2 separate regions of the Lactuca sativa genome follow, and region 2 is linked to region 1. The links are chromatin contacts, called in public Hi-C maps. All regions are on one chromosome and are shown on one strand. The core of a region is the stretch at or near the end of the contact, and the rest is flanking DNA. Distances in the headings are between cores, read along the strand shown. Region 1 holds the start of LOC111914412 (transcription factor MYB102). Region 2 holds the start of LOC111914477 (protein THYLAKOID FORMATION1, chloroplastic).

Region 1 (2,815 bases), core at 162-2,661:
AAGTCATTAAATGGAGTCCTTCATTAAAAAGCTATTTCCAAGCTGCATCTACAGTCTATAGCTTGCGGGGGTGTTAGACTTTGTTATCAAATGACAATTGGTTAGTTAGTTGAAGGGTATTGTTGTAATTTCATACAGAAGTTTGTTAGTTTTGTTTGTTAGACACAGTTGTTTATGAGTTAATGTATATAGCTCAGTTAGATCATTGTAATGAGATAGATTCGAATATCATCTTCTCTTTCATCTTCTTTCTCTCAAAGTTATTGATTACTCTTATGGAGAAGAACGAAAATGGAGAGTAACTAATTCTTTTAATATTTTTTTAAAGCGGTTCCCCTATATGAGAAGCAATTGATATTCGAAAATATTGAAAACCCATCGAACCGGTTCCGGTTCCAATATTTTAGAAACCATCGGTTCTTGTTGTGTCAAATTTAACTGGGTACCCACCTATATTTATCTTAATTTGCATGGACTCTCTTAATCACTTGTTTAGAATCGCTATGGAGAAGCCTGATGCAGTTGATATTACTTGGCCAATGAAATTGTTGACGAATATGTATGTTACGGGACATGTGGATATTTAGGAATAATCTTCCAATTTTCATGTCACAAATGAGATGACATCAGAGACTTTCTTGTGGATTAATACTTAGAGGCTATCCGGAGTGGATACCTCTTCACGCGTGAAAAACTAAGGTGGATGGGCCAAGAACGCGTGAATACTACCCCAAGCCCCGGTGGTTTGGGTGTGGCGTCTTTGTGAAGACGGAAGAAGACAACCAATAGAATATTGGCAGCAACATCGTCTCTCTTAATCTCTCTCTTCCTTTTGCCTCATCAGTCATCACCACCAACCCACCTGCGAATACCATTTCCACAACCTGGTGGGTTGGTTGTGAAATGGTAAAAAGTCTATGTGGCTTTCTTTTCACATATAACGCACTCGTGTCGATACGACACAATCTTATGATAGGAAGAAAGGATGTATGTTGAGCCGGATTAAATGGCGTACGTTGTAATATTCTTATCGAATGTAGTGCTTCATTGCAGCTAGTTATCTTCTTTCCTTAATAAATGTCGTTTTCAAAAAAGAAAAAAAGTACATAATATAATTAAAAGCAAATTAATGATGAACTAAAGAAAGTTCATGGATATTTCGACTTCAAGTGAAGGAAAACATCAAAAGAAATGATATCACGAAGTGTGTGTGTAAAGAAGAGAAGAAACTTCATAGAAATTCCCAACAACCTCACCCACCATTTATTTTTACTTTTTGAGATGTCAAACAAAGAGAAAGGTCAATCCCATTGATTAATCAACATGTGTCGCTTTTATCCAAATACATTTACCTTCACCTAGTTACCCAAACGATAATACGATATAGAGAGTGATCGGTGCGAATTCTTGTTGACTACGTAACAGTTTCCACAAAACTCTTCTATATATACATGGGAGTAGTCATCCTCCGTTCTGGACCTACCAATCTCAATGACTCAATTGTTCTTGCCAAAAAACCGAGTTTAATATTTACACTCTGATCATAGTAGTAACTAAAGCCTTGGGATCAGTTGGGATAAAGAGAGCTAGAAATGAGAAAACTACCATTTGAGAAAGATGGGCTTAAAAAAGGTCCATGGACAGAAGAAGAAGATCTCAAACTCATCCAATACATTCGAGCAAATGGACCTGGCAAATGGCGAAGCCTTCCCAAATACGCTGGTAAGTATCGTTTGTGGTTGCATCAAAAGAGTAGAACATTAATTTTTTTCTTTTCTAATATGTCGATATTTGATTATAACAGGGCTTCAGAGATGTGGAAAAAGTTGTCGCCTTCGATGGACAAACTACTTGAGGCCTGATATAAAGAGAGGAAGATTTTCATTTGAAGAAGAAGAAACCATCATCCAACTACATAGCATTCTTGGGAATAAGTGAGTTGATTTAAGTTCACTACTCAAAAATTAATGCGCATTAAAGTTTTAAGACCATATGAATTTTCGCTAGTTAGATATTCTGAACAGAGATACAATCGAAATACCATTATACTGCTTCATTTTCGCTGCTTAGATATTATATAAAAGGAATGTTTTATACCATTTATATTTTAGATTATTTTATACATCATTCCACCATTTTTTTTCTCAACTTTTCAAAGGTCTAAGCTATACTATACTTATATATAGGTGGTCATCAATAGCTGCTCGTTTACCTGGAAGAACGGACAATGAAATCAAGAACTACTGGAACACCCACATACGGAAAAGGCTACTCAAGAATGGAATTGATCCAGTGACTCATAATCCTCGCATTGACTTCTTGGAACTTTCATCCATACTGAATTCAGCTTGGTTTAATCTCTCAAACCTACTTAACCTTCAAACTCTTGTAAATCCTCAAGTCCTAACGCTTGCCACATTCTTGGGATCATCCTCATGTTCATCAAATAAAGAAAACCATGAGTTGTTTTTCAATCACCTCTTAAATCCTATGAACCCGACTCTTAATCAGCAAAATCGACCTTTAAGTGTCACAAGCAATCGGATTTTGAATCCAAGACACCTCATGCAAGCAAATGATATGCAAGATTTTCCAGAGAACTTGGTTAACCTTAAATGTGATACCATACAAGATGTTATGATGCGTACATGCTTGTCGGACGATTGTTTTGATATTCCAAATTACAACAAACAAGCATCTGAAAGCTTAAATTTTCAACCATCATATGGGGAAAATGATTTGCCTACAACCCAACATGTCAACTATGACTCGATTTTGTCATCATCCATACCGAGCCCTACACCATTAGTTTCGT
Region 2 (2,826 bases), core at 276-2,775, 140 kb before region 1:
TTTTTTAAAGTCAATTTTTATGAATGGATTGCATAGATAAAAATTGATTCATTCACTTTGGATTTGATGTGTTATTAGTACTATACACAGTTTATGTGTTAGATTATCTGAGTTATTTTTTGTTGCCCTCGACAACCTCCATTGAGGAAGTTAGATACATGACAAATGATCATGCAAACATGTTTATTTAACAACCGGTCATATGGTGAACGAATCGTCTCTCATGTGCAACCAACTTTCATTTTTTTTTCTTTCCAAAAATGACATCATCCAATTGTTAAAGAAAATAAGCTAATGGAGTAAGCGAGTGATCCAATATGACCCAACATGAACTTGTAGATCGATTTCTATGAAGTTAATGGGTAATCACATAACTAGAATATTGTGGTGGTTTTTGGATGTATTTTTAAGCATTAACTAATGACTGTAGATTGGTATTAAAGGGAATCTCATTGGACACAGTCATGACGTATCATAACATATGACTCAAATTATATATGCCTCTCATGCTCTATAAGAATAGACATTTTTACTGGATTACTTAGGATACGAGAAAAATAGATAGAGCCGTTGTTAAACGAAAAGAGAAAATATCATGTTTTCGTAGGAAAATATGATGTTATTTAGAAAGGCTTAGAAAACACCATATTTTCATAAAAAACGATGATGTTTTCTCAAGAAGACACGAGAAAACACTGGAAAATACTAAAAACCCTACAAAAATAGCCAAAAGCAATGTTGTTTCGTATTTTTGTAGAGGTCGTTGTGAAGATAATGGTTATTTAATTTTATTAATTATTATTTAGGTCTTTTAGACTTGAGGGAGTGGGAGGCACCAGGCCTAGCCACCACCCCCGCTAAGCAATTGCTACATCGTCCCCCATGAATCTCTAAGCTTGTCATCAAGATTGCCTTACCATATGCTTGACGAGATAAAAGAGAAGATGGAAAGAAACACAGGTGGTCTCCACTTGACTATTTCATTGTTTCAGCTTTAAATAGCTGTAACTTCAGCTTAAAACTTGTATCTTACTAAAGTTTATGTTAATTAAATATTTAAATAAACATTTATTTGATTTAAAAAAAATGTTTACTTTTTAAACACATCAATATTCCATATCATCAAACTATACTTACGTGTCCATAAAAAATATAATGTAACAATACTTTAGCACCTGCTACCACTCTCTCTAGCTTTATAATATTGGAATTACGACGATATATTTATTTTTGTGTTTTGTTAAGAAAAAAAATAAAATCTAAGTTTGATGTTTGGTTTATCCATTCTTTGGAGTGAAAACAAACTTGCATTTTGTTGTGTTGCTTGACCCAAGAAGTAAGCATAGAGTACACGGTAAAAAGAGAGTCATTGGCGCTATTGTACCAATGTATGTCGATTCGTCAATAATTTGACTTTTTGTGAGAACAAGAAACAGGTGACGTCACCATCAAACCAATCTAACGTGTTTAATCGCTACTGGCTACAAGTCAGATTACTCACAACTCATCCTGCTGAAGATAACAGATAAGCCTTACATTTTCGACCTCACTTGAGCCCTTTGCCCTTTCCAATTTCCCCCAATTTCAACTTCTCTCCACTCTCTCTCTGCTAATTCTAGTTTTGAATGGATTCCCTTTTCAATTTATGACCTAATTTCATCTGGGCATCATTCAAATTTCGTAATCCCATCCTGCATTTTTCTTAATAATGGCGGCTATTGCTTCAATTTCTTTCCACGGAGTCACTCAATCATCATCCGAAAGAAAAATCTGTCTCCCATCTCCATCTCCATCTCGCTCCTCTCTTTCAAATTTCGATTCGATTAGGGTTCGTACAACCTTCTCATTTCGTTCCATAAGCGTTCGTCCTTCGAAATCGAGTTCTCGCTTTGCAGTTCACTGCATGTCTACAGGATCAGGCAAGTTCTAATGCTTATGATTTATCAAATTTTCTATGCCTTAGCAATGTAGGATATTTAAATTGAAGATAATCTGATTTAACATATTAGCAATTAGTTGTTTGGTCGATGAGTTACTGATGCATTGATATTCTAATAATGGAGTAACATTTCACCTGAAAATTGATACAAACTTCCTTCAATTTGTAGAAAAGATTGACAAATAAGCTCTATTAATCTGACAATAGGTTTTCGTTTTCCCTTCAGAAGCACCACCAGTTTCCGAGACAAAATTAAAATTCCTCAAAGCTTACAAACGCCCAATTCCAAGCATCTACAACAGTGTGCTACAAGAACTAATTGTACAACAACATCTAATGCGATACAAAAAGACCTATAGATATGATCCAGTATTCGCTTTAGGCTTTGTTACTGTTTACGATCAACTCATGGAAGGATACCCAAGTGACGAAGATCGGGAGGCCATCTTCCAATCCTACATCAATGCCCTAAACGAAGACCCACAACAATACAGGCTTGTCACTGAATTCCCACCGAGCTTTTATTTCTTTTTTCTCTTGTGTTGATTCAATGTTCATCTGACATAAAAGCGTAACATTCATATGAACAATTCTTTCTCTACCATTAGGGCTGATGCAGAGAGATTGGAAACGTGGGCCCGTGCCCAAAACTCCAGTTCATTGGTTGATTTTTCATCAAAATCAGGAGAAATTGAGGACTTGTTGAAGGATATTGCAGAAAGAGCAGGGGGTAATGGAAGTTTCAGCTACAGTCGATTCTTTGCTGTTGGTTTATTTCGCCTTCTTGAATTAGCAAATGCAACAGACCCCACTGTTTTAGAAAAGGTAATAATAAAAATTTGATAGTAAACAACGAGGTAATAGGTAAAGGGTTGGTGTCTTAATAC

Evidence for each region. Hi-C and Micro-C count contacts between places; a contact is called where the count stands out from the background.
Region 2: a Hi-C map of leaf shows a contact between it and region 1, with 3 times the contacts expected there. The contact joins the promoter of LOC111914477 here to the promoter of LOC111914412 in region 1. A contact is called at or near these places in 2 of 4 Hi-C or Micro-C datasets (leaf and seed).

Annotation. Positions count from the first base shown.
Region 1 is chr3:54,537,358-54,540,172 of Lsat_Salinas_v11, reverse strand. LOC111914412 (transcription factor MYB102) reads left to right here and starts at 1,411. Exons shown (of 3, transcript XM_023910157.2): 1 at 1,411-1,722; 2 at 1,805-1,934; 3 at 2,187-2,815. The coding sequence starts at 1,593.
Region 2 is chr3:54,674,404-54,677,229 of Lsat_Salinas_v11, reverse strand. LOC111914477 (protein THYLAKOID FORMATION1, chloroplastic) reads left to right here and starts at 1,525. Exons shown (of 5, transcript XM_023910216.3): 1 at 1,525-1,919; 2 at 2,166-2,433; 3 at 2,548-2,764. The coding sequence starts at 1,709.